Linked DNA regions of Columba livia: region 2 is linked to region 1. Evidence: chromatin contacts called from public Hi-C data. All regions are on one chromosome and are shown on one strand. Each heading gives the region's core, a stretch centred on a gene start, on an enhancer-like site or on the middle of the called end of the contact. The rest is flanking DNA. Distances are from core to core; before and after follow the strand shown.

Evidence for each region. A called contact is a pair of places that touch in the nucleus more often than the background predicts.
Region 2: a contact with region 1 is called in a Hi-C map of liver, with 3 times the contacts expected there. The contact joins the promoter of LCMT1 here to the promoter of RBBP6 in region 1. A contact is called at or near these places in 2 of 2 Hi-C or Micro-C datasets (crop and liver).

What each region holds. Positions count from the first base shown.
Region 1 is chr15:10,898,414-10,905,088 of bColLiv1.pat.W.v2, reverse strand. It overlaps RBBP6 (RB binding protein 6, ubiquitin ligase), which reads left to right and starts at 4,611. Exons shown (of 16, transcript XM_065031158.1): 1 at 4,611-5,285. The coding sequence starts at 5,120.
Region 2 is chr15:11,097,147-11,103,928 of bColLiv1.pat.W.v2, reverse strand. It overlaps LCMT1 (leucine carboxyl methyltransferase 1), which reads left to right and starts at 2,555. Exons shown (of 11, transcript XM_065031217.1): 1 at 2,555-3,090; 2 at 4,260-4,351; 3 at 4,976-5,097; 4 at 6,534-6,610. The coding sequence starts at 2,993. It overlaps ARHGAP17 (Rho GTPase activating protein 17), which reads right to left and starts at 2,521. Exons shown (of 20, transcript XM_065031192.1): 1 at 2,330-2,521. The coding sequence starts at 2,382.

The DNA.
Region 1 (6,675 bases), core at 3,362-5,861:
GGACAGACCTGTGGGGGCTTCCGCTGCAGAGCCCGGGGGAAGTGCAGGTGGCATGGGGGAGCACAGTGACAGCTGCTGAGTTCGCCGGCGTGGCCCACGGTGTTTGTTCGGTTGCTGCAGCAGAGTCACGGATGCTCCGCACCGACAGGACTCATGTCTCTGCGCTCGCCTGAACGGGGCACGTGTGTGGGGCTGCACTGTGCACAAACCGCTACTGATTTTGCTACCTGATGTGACTGTGTGTTCACAAAGGGATGTTCCTGCCCTTCCTGAAGGGACCAACCACCCATAACAGGCACCAGCACTTTTCTCAGCAGCAATGGCTACAGCGGGGGACGGGGGCTGCAAGATTTCCCCCCGGGGCACTTGCAGCCCCCGCCCCGGGCCCTGCGCTCGGTGCGACCGCAGTTTGGGGCAGGACACGCAGACAGAAATCCCGCGGGTCACCTCGGAGCGAGCTCCCACTCGGAGCCGGGGGGTTCTGCAGCTTCGTGGGTGCTTAGTCCCCGGGCCCCCGGCACCCCGAGCCCTCAATCCACGAACCCCGAGCCCCAGCACCCCCACACCCTCAATCCCCGCACCCCGAGCGCCGGCGGTCCCAGCCCCGGCGCTGCCGCCCGTCCCCATCCCGGTGCTCGAGGGACCTCTAGCGGCAGCGGGGACCGGGCGGCCCGCGGTGAGCTGGTCCCTGTTCTGGGGGGCAGCACCACATCTGTGGCGAGAGTTAAGTCCCTCATTAATCTTGGGAAATAACGTGGCATCGTGAAAAAGACCAGAAATGGTCCTGTGAAATCAATCTGCTGTTTCGTGTCTTGGGATCTCTAGGTCCTTCTCCTTTGCCTGTTAATTATTTAATCTCCCTTTCACTTTACAAACTGCAGAACAGTTCTTCACAGATATCCATAATATTTATTAGCATTTAAAAGAATAAATAGAACCTTAGTTGGGCCCCTGGGCCCATTTGTCCCAGGCAGTGCCAGCCCAGATGCCACACGTCAGCAGAGCACAGGGAGGTGATGCTGGGGGATGCTGAAACACCCCCGAACGCTGGCAGCCCGACACCACGCTCCATGCAGGACCATCACTCCCCTTACAAATGGTGCTGGTGGGGCAGCCCTGACCATTTTGAACCCTTCAGGTGGATCCTAATCTTTAACGGGTTGTCCTGGAACTGTGATGGATTTTCTAATGAAAAAGTGGTTGCACGGTTTATGGGAGGGCAGGTGGATACTGGTGGGTGAGAAGGCTCCAAGGAGCTTTAACAAAATCCATTCCCACATCTGGGTAACCAGTTTGAACTCAGACAAGCAGCTAATGGCCAAGGTGGAAAATCCACTGGGCAGATGTAGGGGAAAAGGAGTTTGCAGTCTTTCTCCAGTTCCCAGGCATGGGTACAAATGTCATAGCCAAGCTCCTTCTTCACTCTCCTGGCAGAAGGGTCAGTGATTCAATTAGGGGTGTTGGCAGGGCACAAAATAAGATAATTCTGCTTCTTCATCCCATAGTTATTCTGTATTGTTCCGAGAATAACTGGAGGATTCACAGGTTCCCAGCTGGGCTGTCAGGACAGCACATTTCGCATGTATTCGCCAGACAGCGCCCAAACCACCATTTTTCAGTCTTGAATCAGAACAATGGCACAGGATGTTTATTAAAAACAAGAGGATATGTTCTAATTAGCTTGGGTCTGTTTCTGGCAAAGTTCCTTCTAGTTACAGTGGCAAAGATAAAGAAGAGCCTGGATTTCTTTCTCGACTGATACTATTGTCTTAGGAAAGAAATAATTTGCATGACATTCCTCTTGTCTAATTAGATGCCTTCTTTTACCACCCTCTAGGCTCCAAGTTTTGAGCGTTGTGCTCAAAATGTAATAACTTATCAGTGGTAATAAGTTGATGTGCTGTGGTGGTGAGACACGGTTGGACGTGTCTGTGGTGCACACACACGGAGCGTGGAGCAGCTGAGAGAGCAGGAGCAGGCAAGAGGCAGAGCTTGGGGTGTGGGGTTAGCCTGGGGTTTTTTAAAGCGTATTAATGACACTGTCATCGTTAATTAAAGCTTAGCTCTAACCAGTGCGTGCCCACAGCAGCCATGCTACCTGGGGCGCTGGCCTGATGACACCAAGCTTCAGCAATGTGACTTGGGGAACAATGTGAATATTCCAGCAGAACTGGAGCCAGGCTCTCTGGTCGCTCCAGCAGCAGAGTCTTTGCTCCTGACGAAACAAAATGAAGCAGGAAATGCAAATACAAACCTTCCCCCATGCCAACCTGCTTATTTGCATGTCCTGTTCCAAGAGACTTGCTTGCGTGGCTTGGGAGCTATCAGAAATCATTTGTCCGTCCTAGTTTTGAGGGGGTTTTATGTTTGTTTCTTTTGTATGGTTCAGTTGCACAGCAGGTTCTGTGCAGACACGCAGGACTGATCACAGACTGATCCTGTCTTGGCCACCGGTCCAAGCACTGCCATATTTCAGAATCAAAGCAGCACAGACAGCTGTGCTCAGCAAACGGTGCTCAGTACAGCACGGCAGAACTGTACTAGATGAGCTGCTTCTAAGTCGCTCAAGTGCTAAATGAGATGAAGTTCCCTACACAGCTCCTAATAATTCATGATGGTAAAACACTGGAACTGCATTTTAAAGCAAATAGTTACTCTTTTTTAACTAATGTGTGCGTATGACCTAAAACAGTGACAACAAAACTTGGGTAACTTTTTAGGTTGTTTTTCAGAACTTAGAGAACAATTTACTGTTGAATGTGTTTGAAAGCGAAAGAGCTAAAATTACAGAACTAACTTAAAGCTGCAAAAATAGTCTTGATGTCAACAGGTGTGCAAAGAACACGAAGCATGGATGATGCTCTCCTGAATGACTTTCAGACTATAACCCAGGTCCCTCTGAACGCCACAGGGTGTTTTCTTGCCTCCCTAGGAGGGTCCAAATTTGTTTTTTGAAGTTATAAATGTGGGTTACTGAGAGTACAGTGCTGCAACAGCAAGTTAATTGCTATGACGTGAGCATTTCTGTTGAGTGTGGTAAACATCACTTAACAGCTGTGTCAAACCTTCTTTATTACATAAGATGAATCACAGGATGGTTTGGGTCATCTTGTCCAACCCCCGCCATGACCAGGGGCATCACCAGGTCAGGCCGTTTGGGCTGAAATGCTGGAGAAGCAGCCCAGCAGGTTGGGCTGGGCTCAGGAGCGGGATTAAGCCTGGGCAGGGCGGGGATGGGCAGGAGGCGTCAAGCCATCAGCAACCTCCCATACGCTACCACTTGGTGTAAAACGGGGAATCTGGGGATGCTGACATGCTCTAATTATTGAGAACTAAACCAAAGACAATCTGCTCACCCCAGAATCTGTGTCATTTGGAGACTCCATGTGCCTGATAGTCCCCTTGTTCATGCAGATCCTTTTTTTCCCTGGGTGGATGAAGCCCCTAAAAGTTTCCTGTAGGGTTCAGATATCAGAAGTTTCCTAGCCTAAATTTTTAGACAAGAAGTGTGTTTTTGAAGCCTGTTAGTCTTCACTGTTTTTACTTGTCTTTGGACTGATTTGTTTGAGACAGAGTTGCATGAGCTGATGTTTGAAAGGTTTTCTCTGCAAAGACCTACAGCCAGAGGATTAGAAAATACATATTTTGATAGTGAAAGATTGTACTTTGTAAGTTCAAACAAATGGGTTGGACATGCATTCAGTACATAAATTTAAAGACTCAGGGGTTTAATCACGACATTAATAAAAATATTAAATCCACAAGAAAGTGACTAATATTAATTGTATAATTAATTTTTTTGCAGTGTATTAGAGGGCAAATAACTGGCAAAGGGAAAATGAGGATTCATACAGAAACATGTCATCTGTAAATTACTTGATCTTGTAAAAAACTTAGGTGCCTGGAAAGTAAAGTGTGCATCATAGATTTGTAGAAATAACAAATAGCTCCTTTACCAAAAGCAATAATCTGCATAATAAAACATTAATAGATAAGTTGCCGTCATTGACTGCTTAATTAAAACTATAAGATTATAATGATTTTTCTGTCCTCGTGTGGTTTATTTTGCTGTTTACACACAGCATTTAATGTCCTCGTTCCCATTCAAGTTCTGTTCCCTGTTCTAATTAATTTTTTCTCATTTCTAGTCCAGACTAACCGTCCTTCCCTTGGCGAAGAGAACGTGTGTGGCCCCTGAGAGCTGCCCTGCCCGTTGGACATGGGCGGATTAGGGGGGATGCTCAGCTGTGCCAGCAGCACCACTGCCTGAGAATCCCGTCAGTCGTGCTCTCATGGGATATCTTAAGATGCAGACACCACGATATATATCACAGCATTTTTTTCTGGCATTTTTGTCATCGTGAGTTCCAACAAGCTCCCAGGATCTGTCCTGCGCTGCTGCAGGTGACAGCCTGGGGGGGACAGCGGGGACACCGGACTGCGCCAGGCCGGGGGACGGCGGGGACAGCAGCGGGCCGGGGGGTGACGGGCCCGGGAGGTGACGCCGGAGGTACCTGCTCTCCTCTAGGGGGCGCTCGGACCCAGAGGGCGGGGCCGCCGCACCCACGTGACGCGAGCCTTTTGTCATGATGTGGTGGGTCACGCGGGGGGCGTGGCTTGCCGGTGCGCCTGCGCGGGAGGCGCTGGCGGCGGCCCGTGCGGTTGGCGGCCGGGAAACCCCTCGGCGCAGCGCAGGGGCAGGGCCGGCCCAGCCGCCATAGCGAGCGCTCGGGCCTGGTAGCGCTGCGGGCGGGAGAGGGCGCGGAGGCCGAGCCGGGGCCGCGGGGGCCTCTCCCCGTCGTCCGCCCGGGCTGCGAGGGGGAGCCAGGAGGGTGCAACCGCGGCCCAGCTCGATCGTTGAGGGCCGGAGCCGTTGCGGGGGCCGGGGCCTTGCAGCGCCGCCGCGATGGAGTCCTGAGGCCTCCGCCAGCCGAGTCTGCCTGAGGCCGCGGGGCCTGGTCATGGCGGAGGGCCGCGGCCTCTGAGCGCCGCCGGCTTACCCGAGCTCAGCCCGCGCCGCTTACCCCGTCCCCTCGGTGGGCCCTTCCCGCGCCTCCGCGGGCCCTGACCGGCGCGGAGCCCGCGGTGCCGCCGGCGCGGAGCAGGCCCGGCCCCGACCATGTCGTGCGTCCATTACAAGTTCTCGTCCAAGCTGAACTATGATACGGTCACCTTCGACGGGCTGCACATCTCCCTGTGCGACCTCAAGCGCCAGATCATGGGCCGCGAGAAGCTGAAGGCGGCCGACTGCGACCTGCAGATCACCAACGCCCAGACCAAAGAAGGTGCGTGGGGCGGCGGGCGCGGGGCCCGGGGCCGCTCCGGGCGGCCTGTGCGCTGGGGCCGGCCCCGCGGAGCGTGAGTCAGCCCGGGGACCGGCCCGGCGGGGAGCGGGGGGGAGCGGGGACGCGATTGGGGCACGATCGGTGCTGGGGCCCCCCCAGAGCAGCTCTTCTATAGCTGCTGTTCCGTCGGCTCCTTCCGGATCGGTGTGTTGGACGCGGAGAATACGTGGTTGATGTGCGACATGTGCTTGTAAAAGTGTGGTGTTCCTGGAATAATTCTATGTAAAATGATGAAGAAATGTGAGAGGTTATCGCAACGACAAGAAATTTGTCAGATTTCTTTGAAATCTCGTGGCTGGAAGTTATAGAAATAAAACAGTGGCTCATTTGAAGAAAGTGGTTTTTTTGTGACTTTTTTTTTTGTTTTCAACTTCTTTTACTCCACTTCATTGGAAAACTGGTTTTGTGCCTGTTGCAGAAATTGCTCGCTAGCGGCAGTTCGGATCAAGAGTGTATCTGAGAGTTCGAATTTATACAGACCCTTTAAAGCCATCTCACCCATGAACGTTCTCTGTTTTGAAATTATACTTTGGAGTTTCTTGTTAATATAACTTCTTTTCTACACAAAAGCCATTGTCATTCAGATGCTGTTGAGAATCATTTAATCATTAATTTCCAGCATTTTTTTTTGTTCTTGGTGGTTTGTGTTAACCATATCAAGGCAATACTGAGGTTTTACGGCAGAACGTTTATGGTGAATTTATGTAAGAAATGTTCTTAGAGAAGTTATGAATTATTATAAATCTATAAATGGTGTTTGATTCTCAGAGATTATAATGGTTCCATATTACTTGATATTTTGGTTTGGTCATCTGTCATCTTGATAGGTTTGAATGCAATTAAAGACTTTGCAATGTGACTTTCCAGAAATAAAAATAATTATAAAGTGTCTTCATTCTTTAAACATTTTTCCTGTAGTTCTGTGATGCTCTTACAATAGCCTTTTCTTTAAAATCTGTGCTAGTGGGTTTTTTCCTTTTCCTGTTTCATGTATTAAACACAATAGTAAGTACGCTGCAGTAACTGTAAGTTCAGCCCTGGCCTTTAAAGTGGTTGGACTGAAAGCTTGGTGTTTATGTACAGATATTTAACCAATGTTCTGCAGAATATTTGTCAAAAAAACTTACCAGCACTATGATGGGAGTCTTGGGGATGCCATTAGATTGCACAACATTCGTAGGTACATTTCAGAAGTCTTGAATTTTTCTAGTAGTAGTGACTAAAATGATCAAAAACTTCTGGAAAGTGTTTAATTTGCTGCGAGGGTTTTGCTGCAGAAGCGTCTGAGTTTTGTCTTCAGTTGCTCGTGTAAGTTCAGGTTCCCAAATGG
Region 2 (6,782 bases), core at 1,306-3,805, 200 kb before region 1:
ATCCAACAACATCCACAAGATAACTACTGCAAAATATTTAACCCATCTATTAATTACTGTGGAATCCTGTTCCACTCAGCTAATCCCCTCTTTAATTAGTTTCCTACATTAGTTTCATAATTCTATGTAACATTGTCCATGCAGACACACAGGCTGCCCAGAAGTGCCATTCCTCTGCTTTAATGAAGCTCTTGACCAGCTGATTTTTCCTGCTGAGGAGTTACTGCTCTGACCCCACGTCACACACATCCCAGTGATCGCACACTGCGAAAGCCAACACAAACCTCCCAGCTTCGTTTCGTCGCCTCCCATGCCCAAACCGCAGCCATAAACCAAGTTTCCTGAGTTTCAGCAGAATTAACGCAGATTTACAGTGATCAAAATGATTACAATCAAATAAATATTTTTCTATAAATATTTTCTTTCTTGGAAAGACACAAATATCAAGATCAGCAACAAAAAAGTAAGTACCACATTGTTGTACCAAAACTACATAAACCAACCCCTAGAACTGTCAATTTGCTTCATTCAAAGGACTTACAAACATGAGAACATAATTTCTATGTGAAAAAGGCAACAAGCACTGGTCAAAACTCTACGATTACCCTCACTTTTCAGAGATTACTCTCCTCTATTCAATTGAAATAAAAGAATAAAAGAATCCATACAACTAACTTAAGATACTTTATTATTAAAAAACACACTACAAGCAGAGACAGAACCACTAAGGACATGCTTGTATTTAACGCTGACTAAAACAGGAGAGAAACAGAGTTTAATTAATATTAAGCTTATAAAAATGAGTCAGTGTCATTAAGTAGTTTTTAATGGAAAACAATTGCAGGTACTTGTCCGTATTTTAATGAAACTAAAAAAAATCTCAACACTGGGGACGCAGATGCCAAGGCACCAGCAGATTACCTGGCAAAGAAACCTGAATAATAATGGAGCGCAGACAACCACACCCTGAGAGCCGCCCGTGAGCACCAAGAGCTTCAGCTGCAGGCAGGCAAAGGTCACTGCGAGCCTCCCAGCCCGCACACAACCATAAACACTGCTCCATATTTCATTCTCAGTTTCCCCTTGATGTAGAAAGCACCTTGAGATGTTTATCCCACTCAGTACAGAGCAGATTACTTGAAATTCCACTTGGGATTTGGAGCTGCAGGCCTAACACGTGCAAAATGGAACAGCAATAATCACTTCAAGAATATGCATATTAAAAAAATCCATTAATTTATATAAAATGAGGACACCAGACTGGTTTGGAAGTTATGCTCTCTCCTATAGCAAAACAAATACACTATTAAAAAAATCTGCTACTTAGCCATTCTTAGCTGACACACTTGACCTGTTTTATATGTGTGTAGGCCCCAAAGAAAATAAACATTGTATTAAATGACTTATTGAAGTGGAGGCCATGAAAGTATAAACTCAGATAACATGAAAGTTTATACTTTCAGTAAAAGTACTGAAAGCACTTTCTTAGTTTCTGACTAAGTCTTCACCAAAAGCAGAGAGCAGTTTCTGGGGGAAAAAATGCAGAACTGCCCTAGAAACGCAGTGAAGTTACATTTGCGTTTCCAGCTCCCCAAAGGGCGGTGGGTGGACAGACAGGCGGACAGACGCTTCTGTGTCTGTGCACGGATTTGTTTCCACAGGATCAGGCTAAAGACTTTCCAGACATCAGAGCCCTGGGAGCCGCTGGCAGTGACACCTGTGAGGCTGCTGTTATTTTTGTTAAAGTTAAGTCACAGAGGATGCACTCTCTGAAGCCTTAAACGTGAAGAAGAGTGAGAAAAGGACGAAATAATTCAGTATTAACGTAGTAACAAAGGAACTGAAAGTCACAAAACCCCAGGCAGGAAGCGCCCGATGCAAATAGCACTGAGGGCCATGGGGAGCCCCTGCGGACCCCCCGGGCACCCGCACGGGCTCCGGTTCATGGGCTGCGGGAGCTGGAACTGAGCACACGGACGGACAGACCGGAGACCCCGGTACCTCCGGAGACCGACGGACCGACACACCCGCCCGGCCGCCCCGGGCCGCTCCCGGCGGCAAAACCGATGACCACAAACTCCTTATTGCCCTTTTTTATTTTTTTTAATTTGCCAGCAGTAAAGGGCCCCGTCCCGCCAGGCGCTTCCCGAACTGACACAAGCTTTTCTTCCCCAAAAGGCCCCGCTCGGGAGCAGCGCGGGAATCCCCACCGGGCCGGGCCCCCTGCCCCGCCGGGACTGCGGCTGAGCCTCCACCCGCTCCCCGGCAGCCGCTTCGCACGGAGAAACGGAGCCGCCGCCCACGCCGGCTCCCTGGCCCCATCGCTCACCTGCCGACGGTCTGGTTGGCCAACTGTTTCATGCGGTTGAACTGCTTCTTCATGGCGGCGGCCGTTCCCCCGGCCTCCCGCCGGGCACCCACTGCTCCGCCGCCGCCACCAGAGCGCGGCCCCTGCCTCCACCTCCTCCCTGCAGCTGCCGCCGGCCCCGCCCACACCGGAACCCACCACCGCTTCCGGCCCCGCCCTCACCACCAGAAGAACAGCCAGGGCTCCGGGAGGGGCGGGACGGCCGGGAACCCGGATGTCGGCTCTTCGCAGCTCGGGGGCGGCTCCTCTGCCTGCCGCTTTCTCAGGAGCGAGGGGCGCTGCTGCTTCAGGAGCGGCAGCTGGGCCGGGCTCGGTTAGCGGGGACCACCCATCCCGGAGCCGACAGCTCCGGGGTCCAACCCCCTCCTCACCCCCCCCCGGCGTTACCGCTGGGCGTTTCCCAAGACTACTGCTCCCGGCCTCCCGTGCGGCACCACCGCCGCTTCCTGGGCGGGGCGGTTGAGCCTGCCTTCTTTCATTGGGTGTTGTGGGAATGGATGAGGCTGTGAGCCAATCGTCGGGTTCCGGCGGGCCGCGCTGCGGAGGCCTCCCAATAAGGGGTGGCGGGGGGCAGGCTCTAGGGGCGGTGGCGGCAGTGGCGGGCGGTTGAGCCCCGAGCCCTCCATGGCGGCCGCTGCCCGCGACCCCCTCTCTGCCGCTGGACTCGACGAGGCGGATGAGGCGGTCCGGGGCACGTGCGAGGACGCGTCTGTCTGCAAACGGTAGTGGTGTCTGGGGGCAGCGGCGGGATGCGGTGGGCCGGGCCCCTCCGGTGTCCTCCCGCACCGGGCCGCGGTGGAACACGGACCGGGCGCCGGGAAGCTGGGCTGGAGGAGAGAAGAGGGGAGGGAAGGGGAGGGAGTCCCTTTTCCCAGGTGCCCACCGGTGTCTTTTGGCTGTACCGAGGCTGAGAGCGTAACTGGGGCCGGGGAGGCCCAGCTGGAGCCGTGTGCCCGGAGGGAGTGGGGCTGGGGCGGGAGGACAAACGGACCAGCAGGGGCACAGTGTCCCCAAGATGGGTTGTGGGATCTGGGCTGCTCACCCGCACGGGCACCTCTGCCCATCGGCTTTGCCCTGAACTGCCCCACTCCTGTTAATAAGCACCCACCCAATTTTCAGTAGGGAGTTTGTTTGTTAAGCAGCACACAGTGATAGCTGGAATTACACTGGCTAACAGTGGTGGTCAGAAATTTCAGTGATGTTTAATATCCAGGGGGAAAAAAATTGATATTTTTCAGAATTCTTTACTTCACCTCTCCTGGAGGGTGGGTGCTGGGAGGGCCAGGAGTTTTGGTTCTCTGTTATGCCGGGGCATGAGTTTAACATCTGTGGCTGCCGCTGGTTTGTTTTGAGCTTTGCTGGTGGTGTAGCAGCAAATTGTTGGGTGGCTGAGTTTGTTTTTGAGAGTTTACCTTTTCAAATCCATTGTAAAACTAATAAGTTCTACTAGAATAGCATAGCACTGTTGTTGTGTTAAAGAGACATGTAGAAGATCTGGAGTAAGTGCAAACAGCTTGTAGCATAATGATCTGTAGAAGTAACACGTGCTTTGTGTGCAGTCTGAGGAACTTCAGGCAGTTCCTCTCTTAGCTGGGTCCCCAGGGAGGATGTATTGGAGGTAGTAGGGCCTTCACTCACAGTTCATTGAACAGCATGCAGACCATTAAAAAGATGATTGTTTAATATGGCAAGAACCAACATTTGTTACTAGGTTTTCTGTAACTTCTTAATTGAAATAAATGCACCAATTCAACAGGGTTTTTAAACCTTGTCTGCATGTGCACACCTGGGTCAGAGAGTGACTTTTTCAGCCTGTGTATCCTTTAGAGTCAGTCTTGGTGGCTTTGTCTCATATTTCTCTTACATTTTCTTTTTCCTCTCTACTGGACAGGTTTGCTGTGAGTGTTGGTTACTGGAAGGACCCTTATATCCAGTATTTTGTGAGACAAGCCAAAGAGAGAAAAGCACCTGAAATCAACAGAGGCAAGTTGGTGTGTGAATGTGAACAAAGACAGTGCAAACGTGTTCTCCACTGGTCTTGAGGAGCACCTGACGAACCCTCCATGTATATGGGGTATTTATGGAGTGTAGGAAATGCATGAAAGAACAAGACAAGTTTTCTTCACAGTAATAGTTCCATATGGCACCTGATTTTTTAAAAATATTATTCTTTAAACCAGAACTCTTATCCTTTGTTTTCTGTGTTCTGGACGGGATGTCTCTGTGTGTCTCAGTGTGCAGTAATCTCTTCAAAGCAATCAAAAATGTTGATTTGACCCAGGACAGCAGCTTGTGTCGGCTCTGGTCTCTGCAAAAATGTGTACCCTAGCTAGCACACAACTAGCATTCTGCACGGTTTGAGGTGAAACTTGACTAAAACTTGTATTTACCCAAGCAATCCTGTTTTATCAGTGCATCAGATTTTGTTAGTAATAAAAAACCCCCAAATCACTTAGGTATCTTAAAAAGAGAAAATTATTCTTCCGAGGAAGTACATTTTATTTAAATAGCAAGTGTATAAAGTTACCTAGAAATCTTAGTATGTGTTAAACACCAAGTATTATATGAAAGTAATAATAAAAATAACCTTTTTGTTGTTGTTAACAGGCTATTACGCTCGTGTTCATGGAGTCAGTTATCTACTCAAAGCTTTTCTAAAGAAGACAGAATGCAACTGTCAAATAGTTAATCTCGGTGCTGGCATGGATACCCTGTTCTGGAGATTAAAGGTAACAAGAGCTGAGAGTAACTGACCCAGCTGGGGCTGTTTGGAGCAGTTTCTGTGAGCTCTGCTGTGGGCCAGCGGGTGTGCGGGGCTGCGTGCCCTGCTCTGCCCCAGGCTCGGCTGGGGAGGGGTTAGTTTAGGTACCCTTAGAGCTCAGGGCGCAGGAGGGGCTGCAGTTTTCAGAGTTTCACCAAAATGCGTGTGACACGGCGCTGACCTCTAGTGGGCTGTCAGCAGCGGAGCTGAACTCCCCGTTGTGCTGTTACCTCTGAGCCATTAGGTTTCACTTTTTTATCCCATATTAGAACAGAAATAAGGTGTCAAAGTACAGGATTATATTGACATGTTTCTGAATTACTTATAAAAATGTGAGTTTAGATGTTTAAATATGCATGTCTGTTTGCACGTGTGTAATTCACCAAAATTCACATTCTTCAGATATTGTGATGGTACTGTTCTGAGTGAAAACACCTCTAAGCTATCTTCTCATTAGCATTTACATTTGTAAATTTGGTTTCTGGAGGAAAGCCCAGGGAGGCCGGTTGCACTTTGCTTGGTCACAATTCATTTTATTTCAGTCAGCGGAAGGGAAAAAATAATGAATTTTTTTCTCAGATGTGAAGATTTTTCTTAACTACATTCCTATGAAAACTATGTCAATAGTTTTATTAATTTTCCTATAGCAGTGATTTTTTTAAAAGCTAAAGTGGGGCCTGTAATTCCAATTCTTCCTCCTTGTAAAGAGCAGGTGTGGTATAATTAACATACAGAAGATGGGGCCCCGTTAATCAAGTGCTTCAGTGTTTTCACTACTGATTTAATCTACTGTTCAGAAATTCATGAGGTTGACAGGCTGGAACTGGCAGTTCATATCCATCACAAAAGGACTGCTGCATGGGGAGAAACTTGGTACCACTTATCTGTCAAGGTGTCAGATGGTGACAACACAAAATGAAGAGGTTTTCCCCTTTTTTGTAGTGGAGGAAAACTGGTGTGGTCATAGTTTGGCTTCAGTTTGAGTATAAATTAGGGAATGTAGTCACTTTCTGTCTAAAATATTCCCAATTCCTTTCTTAGAAGAATATACTGAAGATGCAGGGGAAATGTCGTAATAGCTTCCTGTTGCTGCACTCTGCTAGATCCTGATAATATATTGTGGGAATGTATGTTTCAGTGGTCTGGTGTCTAGGATTGCTGCATGACATAAAATGGAAAATAGTTTCCTTGATGCTTAGAGGACATTCTAATATCTCTTAACTGTTTTGGGTTTGGTTTTTGGTGTGTGTTTGTTTTAAAGCAGTGAGACATTAAGTTATACTACTGTTACAAATGCCAGAGTAAACTAAACCGAAACTGTTTGGGACTTAAGGTTGTATCTTCTTGTCATGTGCATGTGAAACTCGAATGTTGCTAATTCTAGAGTCTTACTCTAATTCTCAGGATGAAAATCTTCTCCCTAGAAAATATTTTGAAGTGGATTTTCCAATGATAGTTGCAAGAAAAATACATAATATCAAGTAAGTATGTTTTGCGTTGTGGAACTGAATGTAATTCAGCAAAATGTCATGAATTGCAAGCTACAATTATTTCATCTCTCTTTTGAGAAACTCTTTGTGCTCTGGGATTTAGAGTAGAGGTTTCATTATACGGGCAAGTCTTGCATGTGACTGTGCAGCCATTATTCCAAAT